Linked DNA regions of Triticum aestivum: region 2 is linked to region 1. A link is a contact called in public Hi-C data. All regions are on one chromosome and are shown on one strand. Each heading gives the region's core, a stretch centred on a gene start, on an enhancer-like site or on the middle of the called end of the contact. The rest is flanking DNA. Distances are from core to core; before and after follow the strand shown.

Region 1 (7,917 bases), core at 1,980-4,479:
ACAATGCCATTCCTGACAACAATCTGTCTACATGATATGTATCTGGTAGGAAAGAACATCAACCTTCACTCTCAGCAGCTGGCATCCTTCATGGCACACTAACTTTATTTATGGCAATTTGGAATACCATTTCCACCAAGCAGGTCAGCTCTTCTTGGGAGCCATAACCTCTAGTTCTTAGACAAGATGTTGTGCTAAAATAAATGGCCTGATTTGAAATAGTATTAAATAAAGAATCTCTGAATCAAACATACAGTGAGATGTTAACATTCTGCTGTTTATATTGGATCCATAAATCACAAGGGATTTTCTGGTGCAGGAATTGCCCAATGCACCTTTATTCGTCAGTCTTCACAGTATATGTGCAACATTGAAGTGCACTAATCCAACCATGGTTATGTTTCATTCGGCTATAAGAAATGCTGGGTATGAAATATCAGGTAGCCATGCGGATCCGCTAGCTCTGAAAACAGATGCGCCAATGTCTGTAATTTGGGACATCATGCGATGTTGGGTATGATAGAAATCTCAGATTTTTTTGGTTAATCAGACACAGCAGACTGTTTTTCATAAATTGGCTTCCTGTGCCTGCAGGTCAAGCTTCACCCGGTAAAATCTCAACCTGAGAACCTTCCAGGTAGCAGGATACTTTCCCAAGAGCCACAATTGCAGGTATAGATCATAAAACATAGCTTTGTATCATTTTATGAACAATGCATGAGAAGTAAAATGTTTCTATGCAAAAATGAGTTACATATGCTTGCAAATTTTTGCTTATTATAAGCTTGAGTTTTTTACTTCATGGTGTTGTGATCAGACATCAGAAGCTTGTGTTTATTTGTTGTATTAATCTGACAGAACTATGTGAAGCTAACCATGAGTGACTTGGACACAGTATTAATATTCCACTCTTGTTAAGCTTGAGCTGAGCGAAGGGCTCTTCTCATTAACGGCGCTCCGTTTCCCGAATGTTTTAATCGTTGTCTGAATGTTATGTTTATATGAAAGCAAGCCATTCCTTGTACCATTTGGTGTTTGGTTTTATGTATCTCTGTTATTCCTGACGGGTTGGCCTCATGATTTTCTGAGCAACATGATCCAGACTAGCACTAGTCAAGCTCTCTGCTGGGATTTCAATTGGTACAAGTAACCAGAAGTGATCAAGTTTTACTGGGTCCTAGCTCTCTCGTGGTAGAACCCTGTCTATTTTGCTGGTTTTAAATGTCTCTGGATACTTTGGTCAAAATTATAGAAACCTGGCTGAAATCCCCGAAACCATCCGTAGAGACACCTCAAATTATTGTGCACAGAGACCTAATACTGACCTGATGTTGCGTTAACTGGAAGCATACAAACTGTTGTATTTTTGTCTTGGTTTAGATGGATCGTTTGTTGCTCAGTTTTGCACACCAGTCACAATTTAGCCACCACTTTGTTCATTTCATATATTGAGGTAGGTGTTTTCCCTTTGTCGACATATATCTCCTGAATTTCCGTGTAGTGATTATTCGGGAGATATGCTTATTTGCGGACAGAGGTTATACAAACTAAGCCATTATATAATTCAACCTCTCATACTTCTGAAACCTCTGTTGCTCCATTCAGTATTCTAGTTGATTTCATTGATTACTTTTCCTATATCTAATTTGTGTCCCTTTATTTTTACTGGTTTGACAACTACCAGGCATCGTTCTCTCAAGCAACCGGGGGTTTAGTTGCACGGAAGAGCCCGAGATTTCTACCTAATCCTGAAAAACACTGGGGTCCTAAGATGAAGGCCGGTAGACCACTGAAGATACTTCCCATTGACAAATTGTAATTTCTTTTTGCCATCGACACACTTGAAGCCAGACATTCTTTTTATTCTGAAATTGAACATATAGAAAGTTCTGAAAACTATAATCTACAGCCGTGCCCATGCCTGCTCCCCTGTGCGACAAGTTTCTGCTGATCCTAGAATGTGAACCTTAACCACCTCGCTGAACCAGAGGCCCATGAAGAGGTTGGTCGAATGGGCATGATCCATCACAATAACTAATAATGCCTACTCTGTAAGTATGACATTGTTCTTGGGTCTCCTTCGAGCTCATCCTGCTGAGTTTTCCTGTCAAGTGAATGAATGGCCAGCCATCTATGCCGCACAGTAGTGAGAGCACAAATAGGGTATATGATGCAAGGAAACACCGTGGCAAAGAGGAGGAAGTAGCAAATGTAAAATACGAGCGGTGTTGGTTAATTCACGAAAAGGTTAATGCTCTCACCATTGTCCACTCTCCAAATGCTCCCTTTGTTTCCTTTTACTCTGCATATAAGTTTTCTCTCAAGTCAAAATTACAGGAAAAAATATCAACATTCATCATATCAAATAAATGTAATGCATCATGAAATTATTTTTTATATTGTATATATTTAATATTATGGATGTTGATATTTTTAAGTATAAATTTGATCAAACTTTATGAAGTTTGTATTCCTACAAATAAGCTTTGCTAGGCGAAGGAAGAGCCCTTCTTTGGTTTAGTGCTCGGCAACTATCCATTTGCCCGAGGAATTTGAGCACACAAGGAATCAGGTGATTCCAAACAAGCGCCACACTTGCTTAGCAAGCATTGCCAAGTTAAAAGAGTGAATATCTCGATACCTTCGCCCACAAAAAAAAATCTCAAGACCTCATACCAGATTTATTGTTGGGAAAGCATAACTTTTATCACGCCCACCAATGTATTTTCTTGCCATGCCCGTTGTCTCTCACTATAAGTTGTGTCGTCAGATATAGCTTTGCAGACCTCTTTCAGCCAAAAAGAAAAAAAATGAAACATGGGCAAAAGGTTTTTCCGCGTTTCATTAATTGAGAAGAAGCTTTAAAAGTTAGAACACACGCCCGAGGGCACCAAAATGGCCTTAAAAGAACTACTCTCGTGTCATCATGATTGCGTTGAAATGTTTCGCGCCGGCGATGGCCCAATGAGCAGCCTCTCGGCGGATTTTGGCGAGGATAGGCATCGGTGGAGCGTACACATTCTGGAACACCCTTGCCTTCCTCTTGTTGCAGATTTTCCATGTAAAAAAGAGGGATGCCAATGCTTTGCACGGGTGTCCATGGATGTGAATGACGTCATTCCACCAATCTTTGACAGCGTGGAATGGTTTGGGCCTCATGGCCGAAGAGGCTAGATACGATTTTAGGCCCATGAGATGGACTGGGCCCATTCACCTTCCTCCCTTGTCTCTGAATAGGCCCATCAGAACGCACAGGAAGCACTTTAACAAGTCTTCTCCTTCCTCTCGCCCAATTTCCTCACCTGCCCCCGAGAAGAGAGAGAGAGAAAAGCAACGAGACGCGAATCAACGGCGGCGATGGCTCTCCCGGCGTCCAGCTCCACCCTCTCCCGCTTCCTCTCCTCCCGCCGCATCCAGCCCACGGACGTCACCGCCCTCGCCACCTGGGGCATCTTCGCCGGCAGCGCCGCCATCTACCTCGTCCAGGTCCGTGTTAAAACCGTCAATTAGCGATTACGCCTTCGATTGCACCCACCGTCCGCCACTTTTGAGCCTTGCTTCATCTCGCATCCGCCGCTCGATCCGTGGGTAGTTTGTCATATCGGTGTTAGGGTTTGGTTTCTCCAGATCCGATCTTGCCATGCCTGTGTAGCTGCTTGTTGTTGGCCTAGATCTGCGGCGTGCTGGGTCGGTCTTCGGGCCCGGCGATCTGAGCTGCGATGGTGTGATCTGGGAGGGATTATCTGAAGTTTATTACGTGGTCAAAATTGTTGTTTGGATCTTAATAGTGCTCCGTTGGGATTGTATACGGTGAAGGAGAAGACCGAAGTGATTATGTGATGGCAACAGATTTATTCTGGCGAACCCCTGTTTGTCAAGGTGCCTTGGTGATAGGAACGTGCTGCAATAAATAGTTCAAGGCAAATGCTGAAGTAGCTATGGCCCTATCTACATCATGCTAACATGATAGTATTTGACAAGCAAGTTTAGCACAGGGCACACTTCTACTCCCTCCGCCCTGAATTACTTGTCACAGAAATGGATGTATCTAGAACTAAAAATATGTCTAACATACATCCATTTCTGCGACGAGTAATTCCGGACGGTGGGAGTACTGGTTAGAACACTTATGCAGTGTAACAGAACCTGGATGCAAAGTACAGTTCCGGTTTTGCAAAATTTTGATAGGTAATAGTATATAGTTTTAATTGTTCAATCTTGGTGACATGAATTAACTTTCACTTCCTCCTGATAGTTTCTGCCGAGGCAGCTTGATTTCTTTGCCTTTAGCTTCACATAACTAAGATGTGCATTCTGCCTAATAGCTCCTGGAAGGTCTCAAACATGATCAATGTAGATCCTCTCTAAAAAGGCACTTCTGTTGAATATGTTTTCTGGCGTATTCCATTATTTCTGACTGTTATGCATGAAAATTTGGAGCATGTATGTGTAATTTTTTTAATACTGTCATGTATGCTTACACTGCTATGAACTTAGTATCTACTCCCTCCGTTCCGAATTACTTGTCTTGGATTTGTCTAGATACGGATGTATCTAGACTTATTTTAGTGCTAGATACCTCCGTATCTAGACAAATCTAAGACAAGTAATTCGGAACGGAGGGAGTAGTTCTGTACATACTGTTTATTAGGTTTTACGGGCTATGTTGCCGGCTTTAAAGTCAAATGTTAGGAATTTCTTTTGGTTGAAACTGGTACCTACTGCCTTGTGATGCGATGGAACTTTATTTCCTCTACTCTGACAAAAATCTAAGGATCCATTCTGCCATAGTCAACATTCAGTGGTTGAGGCAATTTCTATGACTTGGCCTAGCTACTTTACATAGTGAGTGAGTCTGCCTGTCTGGTACAAAAATTCTTCCTCGCATCTTTTGTCCCCTGTGATGTCTGGTCTTTGCTGTATTGGTGAAAACCTGGAACTAAAATCATGATGAAGATCCATGGTGTGCCTATGCTGTTTGTGTTAACTCTATTTAACCGATTCCATTAGTTGCTTGATCAATTCCAAGTACCGTCGCACCTTGCATCTTTATTTGCCCTCCTCAAAGTCATAATTATTGTTGCTAACCTGTTTTTCGTCTGAATTTTCTTGTCATGGTCATCTCGCTATTAGTTTCAGTTTGTCAGTCTCTACGATACTGAAGATCCTTTTGATTTTGTTTGCAGCCATTTGACTGGATCAAGAAAACCTTCTTCGAGAAGCCCGAGCCTGAGGCATAAGTGTCTATGGGGGTGCACGGCTACAGCTTTTGATGCGTACATTTTCAGGATGATTCTCTGAGTTTGGACAACCCAGCCAATAATATACAAGACCCTCGTGATCCCTTGTTTGATTTTCCATCCAGATGTAGGTTTCCTCTTGCGTTGCATGTAACCCTCACCATGGGAGGGGAATGATCATGTAAATTTATTTTCCGTCACAGAGGAAAGAAACTGTGCTTTTGTTTATTTCTCTTGCTATGGTCACCAAAGAGTGAGCTTTGGCTCGCTCAGCCGTGGTATTTTGTGTCGAGCCTGGTGTCCCTTGTTGAACTAACTAACTCATCGCGAAAGAAGAAGCCCATGAGATTTACCTCCGCCGTAGGTAGCCTTAACAAGATTCTAACAAGCTTGAGATCGAAATCACTTGTAGAACTCGACAAAGATCATAACGCCGTGTTCTCGCCTTAAAAGGAAAAAGGTTTTGAGAACGATGTGTACCAAATCGCAGCACACTTCTCCGGTGGTAGTCTGCACTCTTCAGCCAGAAAACCGCACCTTTGTAGTCTCAGTTACAACAACAAAGACGGAGACGGGTAACGCACCGACTCGAACCACATTTGTTGTGCACAGTCATATTCCCAACAACTCTGCCGCCCCAAGATGTTGTATTCATCAAGGAAAATCCGCCTGCCCATGGTTTCGATCGATACTGACCGTCCACGTACGCCCCCCATTGCTAGATCCACACACACGCAAAGGCGCCCGGTGCCGGCCGGAAGCCCCTCCCTCACGCGCACCATACATGCATGCAATGCACGGCACGCTCTACGTCTTTCTCCTCGGATGAGCATGAGAATGAGCGTGACAGCGTCCGAAAAAGGTGTGGCTTTCCCCGTCAGCGCGCGCGAGCACGGACACGGCCACAAACACACACCAGAAGCAAAAGGCGGGAGGCTTGGAAGCGTTCCAACCCCCACACGAGGAGGCCGCCACGTACCTCGCCCTCCCCCTTCCTCTCTCTCACTCCACTGCTTCTCCCTCGTCCTCTCCCTCCCAACCCCCGGTCAAATCCATCCGCCCTTGCCACTCAACCCACGCTCGCCTTTTCCGCTCAGACGCCACCCTCCTCTCTTCCCGAGATCATCGATTCGTCCATCGACCCTCCTCCGCGCGCGGCTCGATCGTGTTCGATCGTCGTGTGCAGCAGTTGGCCGGGGAAGGGGATCGGATCACCGAGCGAGGTGATCGAGATGGGAGGGAGATCGTCGCCGGCGGGGTGGGGGCGACGTGCGCCGCCGCCGCCGCTTCTTCTTCTTCTCGTGTCGGTGCTGGCGCTCGCGACGGTGGTGGAGGGGAGGTTCGTGGTGGAGAAGAACAGCCTGCGGGTGACGTCACCGGCGGGGCTGCGGGGCGTGTACGAGTGCGCCATCGGCAACTTCGGGATGCCGCAGTACGGGGGCACCATGCACGGCGTCGTCGTCTACCCCAAGGCCAACACCAAGGCCTGCAAGCCCTTCGCCGACTTCGGCCTCTCCTTCAACCCCAAGGCCGGCGGCCTCCCCGTCTTCCTCCTCGTCGACCGCGGAGGTTTCTTTTCTTCTCCTTCTTCATTCCACTTCCACTTCCACTTCCACTCTGGGAGGTCAGATCCATCCCGTAATTTATTTAACCGCCGGTGCGCGTGCGTTTCCACACGAATGGTTTAATACACCCACTTTCTCATTCTCCCTAGCTCATAGTAGATGTTTAAAATCCACACGTTTTAAAATGGGAACCCGGCACTAGGATATGGACCTTGGAGAATATGGTTATCTATGGCTTCTGTTCATAGTATATATATGAAAAATGGATTCAGTCTTGGTCATGTTCTTGGAGTGAATTAATTTCGTCAGCGAGAGATGTGGCGCGGCGCGGCACGGCTCCCGCATATATAAGAAGCTATCTATATATGACATGCTAAAGGAATAGGTTTCAGATGGTTAGTTGCTACCCTCTTTTCCTTCTGTTGGACATTTTGGTGTATGTAGTTTGGTCCTACGTACTTTCTTAACTAAATAGCACATGTTTTACTCATGTTCTTTGAGTGCACAGGTACGTACCTGCATTGTTGCATAACTGTGTTCAGTTAGGTGCTTAGCGCATCTTGCGTTATATAAATCAGATACTCAGCACATCTTTGCCGTGTGTTGGATGGGGTCTCTTACCACTCTTGGGTTGTTAACACCTTTATCACTCTACTTGCAATAAATAAGAAATTCACTTAGTTTTGTCGTGAAATAAAATCAACAAGGGTAATGCCCAAAAGAAGGAAATCTCTATCACAGCACCATCACCATAAGAGGAGTTTGATTAGGTGTGTCATAATACCATTCAGCCATAGTTGTTGAACAGAGCAGATAAATGCCATGATAGTGGTACCATCTTAAATCCATCATCTTCCTATCTTATTTGGGTACCAACTTAAATCCTCTCTCTCCTATACTTCTTAACTGTGTTAACCTCACAGGCTAGCACTGTTTTCAGTCATTACCCAGAACAGTCGTGATTGAATTCTTTGCAACGTGCAGACTGCTACTTCACAACCAAGGGGTGGAACGCGCAGACGGCGGGAGCGGCGGCGGTGCTCGTCGCCGACGACAGGGCAGAGCCCCTCATCACAATGGACACCCCAGAGTCCAGCGGCAAGGAGCACCTG
Region 2 (7,917 bases), core at 3,109-5,608, 450 kb after region 1:
ATCATTCACATGTGTTGCATTTACCTTCTAATAATATTATAAGAGAACTTCAGGATATCCGTATTTAGCATGAACTGGGGATACCAATTGGTGTTTCCTCGAACAGACTGTACACACTACACGTCCGCATCATATATCATGTTGGCTCTATGATCATGCAAAGCAATATGACAATGAATATGTATGTCATGAAAAAGAAACGGTGGAAGTTGCATGGCAATATATCTCGGATGGCTATGAAAATATCATAGTAGGTAGGTATGATGGCTGTTTTGAGGAAGATATTAGGAGGTTTATGTGTGAAAGAGCGTATCATATCACGATGTTTGGATGCACCAGTGAAGTTTGCACCAACACTAGCAGTGAGAAAGGGCATTGCACGGTATCGAAGAGGCTAGCAAATTGCGGAAAGATAGAAGTGCGTATAATCCATGGACTCACATTAGTCATAAAGAACTCACATACTTATTGTGAAAGCCTATTAGCCCTCGAAGCAAAGTACTACTCGCATGCCCCTAGGGAGGAGGCCTGTAGGAGTTGACCATTGCGTACCCCCGATTATAACAGCACAAAGGATTTCAATCAGACCTAAGAATGCTCGGACTTCCCCGTCATGCCATAACAAACACTTAGATGAGCAATTAATAACAAGCTTTAATACCTATATTTCTACTAACCAATGATCATGAACCTATACCCTTTCATATTATGACATCAATATTGTTAAACCATACATTTCATATTTAGTGATCTACATGAAAGATTTTATTATATCCCCCTTCAATACTTTATCATATCAGGACTAATTTCATAACCTGTACCTATTCCATTACTATATTTTAGACTCTCAAAAGATTTAAGTGAAGCATAAGAGTGCAAGTATTTCTTTTAAATATAATCACCGTCGTGCTCTAAAAGATATAAGTGAAGCACTAGAGAAACTGCCTAGCTCAAAAGATATAAGTGAAGCACATTGGTATTCTAACAAATCACGAATAAATGTGTGTCCCTCTCAAAAGGTGTGTGCAACAAATGCTGATTGTGGAAAACTAAAAAGCAAACAAAGCAAAATCTAATATGGCACAAGACGCTCAAAGCAAAACTCATATCATGTGATGAATAAAAATAGAGCTCCAAGTAGTACACCGATGGATTATAGACGAAAGAGGGGATGCCATTTGGGGCATCCCAAGCTTAGATGCTTGGGTCTTCCTTGAATATTACCTGGGGGTGCCTTGGGCATCCCCAAGCTTAGGGTATTGCCGCTTCTTATTCCTTCATCTATCGTAATCTCACCCAAAACTTGAAAACTTTAGTACACAAAACTCAACAGAAACCTAAGTATACAGAGCTAAATCATGAGGTTTCTGTTGAAAAGCCAAAAACAAGCAAAAAGATAGGAACTGGCACTGGGTAGTGGGTTAATAGGTTAGTTCCAAAAAATGATATAAAATAGCATATAAAGCATCCAAGATTGTTAATATAATAAATACATTGGAGATGTATCAGTTCCTAAGTATAAAGAACCAAATCATAGACTGGCCAGACACAAAGGTAATCGCCGCTTTTAAGAACAACATCCCGCGACAAAAGGCTCGCTCGAGAGCTCGGGCAAGAGAGATCCCGAACAATGGCGGTCGTCACCCATTTAATGACTAGATTATGCACGGGGGAGGATAACTAGATTACCCGCAACAATCGACTTCGGCGCATCACTCGCCCTATTACACCCAACACAAGTAACGCCGACGAGGAGACAGTAAATGTCGCGACTGCAAATCAACGCAGAAGCAATAAACAAAAGCCTACTCAAATGGACAGAGAGGGTCCCTCCACGTTGGATCGGATATTGGATAGGCCATGCGCCATCCATAGTACCCTTGACAAGTCGACTACTCATTCTAATAGAAATTGCTAGGTGATCAAGCAGGCCGGCACGATAGTTGTCGAGCATCAGAATGGAGACCGAGGCCATAATAACAATAGAGGTCACTCCAGAGCAAGCATCATCGGCCAAAAAGGTTTCCTTCCGAGGTGAAGGATGTCAACATGCTATATCCTACTCACACTCAAAGGGGGCAAGTGCGGGTCACCCGCAGCCGCGTATCCAATCTGCCTCATCAAAGCAGAAGGTCGGATTTTCCGATCACACACGAACTATAATATGCCCGGAACAACCCTGTTACGTGGAGCAGGCCACATTAATACTTGATGCCATCGTGGATGGTTTTCCACTTAAACCGTGTGTTGATGGACCGCGGAAGCAGTTTTAACTTGCTCTATGCAGACAACATTAGAGAAATGCATATCAACCCTGCAAGGATAATACCAAGTGAAATGGTGATAAAAGGCTTCAGGCTAAGGGTTTGGACCCAAAGCATCGGAAACATCACACTCGAGGTTGTATTTGGCATTCCTAAAAACTTTCAAGATAGCGCCCTTTCACAACCATCACCAAACACTCCTAGCCTGCTTTTGGTTGTTTCCACGCCCCCCCCCCCCCCCCGCAATATGGTAATCTAAACTTCAGATGGATGGACGTAATGGTATAATCACATTACATGGAAACAAGTCATTTTCACCTTTAAAGGAACAACAATCCACGACCTTAGTGACCGAGGTACAGGAAGCTGAGGAACAAGTAATCAAAGACGCGACAGGTAACAGGGCCATGTCAGGCAACCCTAGGAGCGCAACGTGCCTTGTCAACTCGGAGAACACCCAGGCGCACACCAGCGGCGCCCCTCAATAGGGGTATGCGCTCCGTTGTCCCCATAGCATGACCGAGGACTATGTTCCTCGGATGCACAACTTCGTGTTGAAAATACCATCGGGGATCACAGAGCACGTGCAAGACTAGAGAATGGGAGTGGTTCAGATCAACCGATGACTCATTCATAAATACATTGCCTTAGAAAATAACCCGGTTCAACCGGGGGCTGGGCAAGCAACCTCTAGCTCCCTTGGGATACATCTTCACCGAAGAACTTCCTTTCGAGACGTTTTCCGACCACGTGCTTTCGAGCAAAAACGGCTCAATCGAACGGATAAAGATGAAACCCTCTTCTGGCTTAGACGGAATAATAGGGAGGGGCATACATAAAGAGGCATAAAAAGAACGGTGATAAACGTCGGCTTTGTTGTCTGGACCTCGACCCCACCTTCTCATTGCTCATTTGTTATGTTTCTTGTGGCTGAATCTCTTTCATTCGGATTATATGGTTCGATCATCATTATGCATACAAATTTTTGGGGGGTGGGGGTGGGGGATTTGGGCCTCTCTTTTTTCCCTCTTTCTTTCGGTCCGAGCATAGCTACTAAGACATTACAATCCTTTTTTGGTATTAACAGAAATTAAAAAGGAGGTCCTACTTCGAATTCGACCCCTCACTATATCCGAGGTACTCCCTCTGCCCGAAAATACTTGTCATCAAAATGGATAAAAGGGGATGTATCTAGAAGTTCTAGATACATCCCTTCTAGATACATCCCCTTTTATCCATTTTGATGACAAGTATTTTCGGACGGAGGGAGTATCTTAGGATGCTCTTGGCCGCCAAGTTATCAGTATTTTTGCATTATATGCATTGATTTCGAGCTGTGTCATCTTTGGTCAAATGGGCCCTAGCGACACACGCTGCCGTCACACGACCCCCTGCTCGTGGATGAGCCGCCCCAGGATGCCATAGCCCCCCCTCCACGTCGGATCCATGCAGGCTTTGCCTAGCGAAGGCCATGTGACAACTCAGAGGGAATGGAAAACAGGGGAGGGAGGCCTAGCGCGCGGGCTAGGATGCGCCGCCTCCTAAGCCGCCCTGGGAGGAAAACACGGGGGCTCGGAAAAAAAAGTCTTCACTTCTCTTTTGTTGCAATTTTGATGTTGAACTTGACCACCTCGACTAGGTTGCAAACATAATTTTCATCAACTAGTTAATATTATTTCTCACTGCTTAAGAACAAATTGTTATCACAACAATCTTTGAATTCTAATCACCTCTCATTCTTTAAACCAAATTCGGTGTCTCGCGAACAAACCTGTGGTTGGATGGTTAGAAGGACAGTGATATCTCGTGCGCACCAGAGTTCAAGTTTCAAACCTACATTGGTGCTCGTATTTTCCTGGATTTATTCCAGGCCTTCCGGCGATATGTGTTCATAGAAATGAGCGTATGTGCGTATGTATGAGCGTCTGTGTCACCGTGTTTAAAAAAATAATTCAAATTCGGTCTCCAAATCAGACGTGACATATTGCATCGGATAATTTGGTTTGTCACTTGTTTGACTTTGTGCCACCGTTGGCATCGTGCCTTTGCACCCACTATGAGCGTCAGTGTGTGACGACTTTTCATAGCGGTGCACCGAGTGTAGGCTACGCTTCCGCCGACCCACACGCGGGGCAGAGTGTCCGCAGACAGGAACACGCGCGCCTGCGCTGCCAGCCACCGCAATGGCGATGCCGCCGAAGCCCGGCGAGCCGCCCAAGCCCTCGCCGGGGCGCAGCCCCAGCCTCAACCCCAACCCCAGCCCCTGCCCGCTCCCGCCCATTCCCGGCGGCCCCCAGCCGGGCCAGCCCCCCGCGGCGGCGGCGCCGCCGCGGTCCCACCACCGCCGCGCCAGATCTGAGATGCCCTTCCGCTTCCCGGACGCCGACGGCGGGGGCTTCGACGAGATCGGCTCCGAGGACGACCTCTTCTCCACGTTCATGGACATGGACAAGATCGCCGGCTCCGGCCGCGACCGCGCCGCGGAGACGTCCTCCTCGCCGCCGCGCCCCACCAAGCACCGCCACAGCGCGTCCTTCGACGGGTTCGCCATGGGCTGCGGCGGGCCCGGGAGGCAGGATGGCGGCGGCGGGGTCGGAGGGGTGTTCGCCGACGTGCTGGAGGCTAAGAAGGCCATGTCCTCCGAGCAGCTGTCTGAGCTCGCCTCCGTCGACCCTAAGCGTGCCAAGAGGTGACCCGTCGCATCCTGAGGCTCCCTTGGATTTTTAGTTGGTGGTTGGTCGGTAGGATGCTAGGGTTACAAGTAGCTCTTACTTTTGATAAACAATTGACGGAGCGCCGGGAAGGACTAGCAAGAATTGTGGTCTAGGTAGGCGTGACTCGGAGTGATTCTGCAAGCAAAGATATGTGCCAGAAAAAGGGCACGTCCTAGTAGACTATTACGCAATCAAATCACGGCACATTTTTGGTGTTAGTGGTCTTGAATCCGGATAGTGACAGGCAGATCCTAGGACAGGATTTGCTGGCCAGCTTAATTAGGCATCACAGGGCTTCCTTCTGACGTTTCTCGCTTAATTAGGTATCACAGGACAAGCACCCATAGAAGTGGTTCAAATGCTAATTTTATTGTTCTTTAAGTTGCTGTCATTGTTCGAAAAGCGGCTCGGGCATTTAATTCCTAAATAAGCGAAGGGCATGGGATGAAAGGGGCGGGAGATGGCAACGAATGCCGCATGTCGCCTTCTTATGGTATTTTCTCTCCATTGGCTATGGCTTCTTTGTTATCATTTTCTATGGGTCTCCAACTTATTCAATAAAGCTTGTGTGGCATATCTTTGAATTTATAGTTCTTGTGTTTTGGATTAACCATTTCCTACTCTCACTTATATTATACATCAGTTAGTTTTCTCTCTTGATCTTTTTACAGTGATCTATCTATGCAATACCTAGTCATGTGTATTTGTGATATAGGGTTTTCCCTGTAGCAGTTGGTTACATTGTTTCCACGTCGCCGTGTAAATATTTTGTTTTTAAAACAAGTTTCTGTAATATAGGGTGATATTTGATGTAATAGTGTTATATAATTATTTGATGTGTTTTATTTCGTATGTTATTATCTTAGCCCAAAAGTCTTTTTAGCGCCATGTAGTTATTTAATAAGCTCTTAAATACACAAAGCACGTGGAGTGAAAGAGTCCGGAGATGGCGGTTTGTTGCATGTTGCTTAGGTCTGCACTCTTTTATGGTGTCGCCCCATTTTCAAGGCCTTTTTTTATTTCACCCGCTAATGATCTGCAAGATGTTCAATGAAGTTACTGACTTACTGTGATCGACTTTTTAATTTGTTCTTTATTTTGGAATAACTAGCTGCAATTTAAACATATCCCTGTTTCGTGTACATTAAACAGCATTGCATGTAATTTTTTTCGAGCAAATGTTTGTACTGCAATCAAGTTATATAAATACCTATATTTCTCGTGTAGGTTTCATTGACACAGCTTTCTAGTATCAGGCGATCTTGATTGCAATAGATAATACTGGTTATGAACTACTCCCTCCGTCCCATAATATAAGATGTTTTTGCAAGTTGTTTTAGCTTGCAAAAGCGTCTTATATTATAGGACGGAGGGAGTACTTTTTTTGCTTAGCCAATCAAATTTGTCCCAGCTGTGGAAAGCTGATGTATCAGAACTTCACATAGGATATCTTCCATATCGAAAAGAGAATATGTTTTTCTTTTAAGGCTATGCTGTATTTACAATCAGTCTGCCCATGTGAAAGTTTTTATCCAGCATACTGCGTTATCTGGCTGCATTGAATGATGGCCAATTTTATTCATGTGCTTTTTTTGTTTCAGAATTCTAGCGAACAGACAGTCTGCAGCTCGGTCAAAGGAAAGAAAGGCTCGATATATAACAGAATTAGAGCGGAAGGTTCATACTCTTCAGACCGAGGCTACTACTCTTTCGGCACAATTGATGCTATTTCAGGTAAACTTTCATCCATCTGTTTGCCTTATGGATTGCAGTATTATCATTACTATGTTCGTTAATGCGTTCTCAGCAGGGCCGTCTACAAAAATTTGGGGCCTCGGTGCGACATGCAATGGTTCCTAATTTCTTTTGTATAATTAAACTAATGCAACTAAGTGTACCCTCATTTCATTATGTAACTTAATTATGCTCTATTTCGTATAATATTTAGGATTAGAAATTATATTACAGGTAGTGTGCTGCATTAATCCTATAGTCAACTACATACCTAACTGAGTAGTACTACTGGGGATTGCATTGAAAAGAACCAGGAACAGAAAGATTATATAAAAAAGAAAGGGCTTATGGCTTCCCTTGGAATGTATCCTGGTCCTGGGGTGACTGTATGGCTGCTGTAGTTGCGAATCCGGCGGATCACGGCCGGAGACATGGCGGACTCGCGGTGGGCGACTGCAATCTATTGCCGTCTCACTGAAGCAGGCAAGGCGGCGACTCACTATTCTCGCTTGTGAAGTTGTGGAGGAACGCACGTTCGACCAGTGGGCTGTTGCGAGTAGGCCCAGCAGTGCCGCCTTATTTTCCTATTTGGTCTTTTACCAACAGGCCCGAAGGAGGAGTGGGGCACCATACTGAGCCGACTGGGGGCCTGCTGGCTGGGTATCGTACATGTCGGTGCCTCACCATAACATGTGTCCGCATCTGGCGCGTCCTTCTACAGTTTCCTCAGGTATATAAGCGGACGACCCAGGCAAAAAAAAAAAAAGCCAGCCAGCCAGCACAGGAACTGGACGTCTTTTTCATTGTCTTTTCCTCTGGTTGGGGCCCTACGATTTTGGGGCCCTGTGCGATCGCGCAGGTCACACACCCTCATTGTCGGGCCTGGTTCTCAGTGCACAAAAGAAAACACATTAATCCCTAAATCATGACACCATGCATAGTAATTCTGCCTTCTAAACTGTACTGAGAAGCCAGCTGCATCCAACACATGGAAGTCGGTGTCAACCAAACTGCATCTGCTCTAGACTTAGTGAATCACCAGTTGCCATGATATTTTACTTGAACTGATGCACATGCTATCGAAGCTATAGCACATATAAGTTCTCTGGTTTTTTGTTGACAAATAAAGCATATGAAGTGTTAGTGCCAAACCACCTGAAGTGATTTTTGTATGTGGTTATATTAACAATATGAGGTCTGAAGGG

Evidence for each region. Hi-C and Micro-C count contacts between places; a contact is called where the count stands out from the background.
Region 2: a Hi-C map of leaf shows a contact between it and region 1, with 6 times the contacts expected there. The contact joins the promoter of LOC123043686 here to the promoter of LOC123043682 in region 1. A contact is called at or near these places in 2 of 5 Hi-C or Micro-C datasets (both in leaf).

The regions. Positions count from the first base shown.
Region 1 is chr2B:97,152,871-97,160,787 of IWGSC CS RefSeq v2.1, forward strand. LOC123043682 (cytochrome b-c1 complex subunit 10, mitochondrial) reads left to right here and starts at 3,230. Exons shown (of 2, transcript XM_044466206.1): 1 at 3,230-3,486; 2 at 5,187-5,468. The coding sequence starts at 3,358. The coding sequence ends at 5,240. It overlaps LOC123043681 (probable tRNA (guanine(26)-N(2))-dimethyltransferase 1), which reads left to right. Exons shown (of 14, transcript XR_006419487.1): 11 at 50-143; 12 at 320-514; 13 at 595-672; 14 at 1,685-1,899. It also overlaps the pseudogene LOC123043683.
Region 2 is chr2B:97,604,969-97,612,885 of IWGSC CS RefSeq v2.1, forward strand. It overlaps LOC123043686 (transcription factor RF2b), which reads left to right and starts at 4,359. Exons shown (of 4, transcript XM_044466209.1): 1 at 4,359-4,953; 2 at 6,580-6,712. The coding sequence starts at 4,448.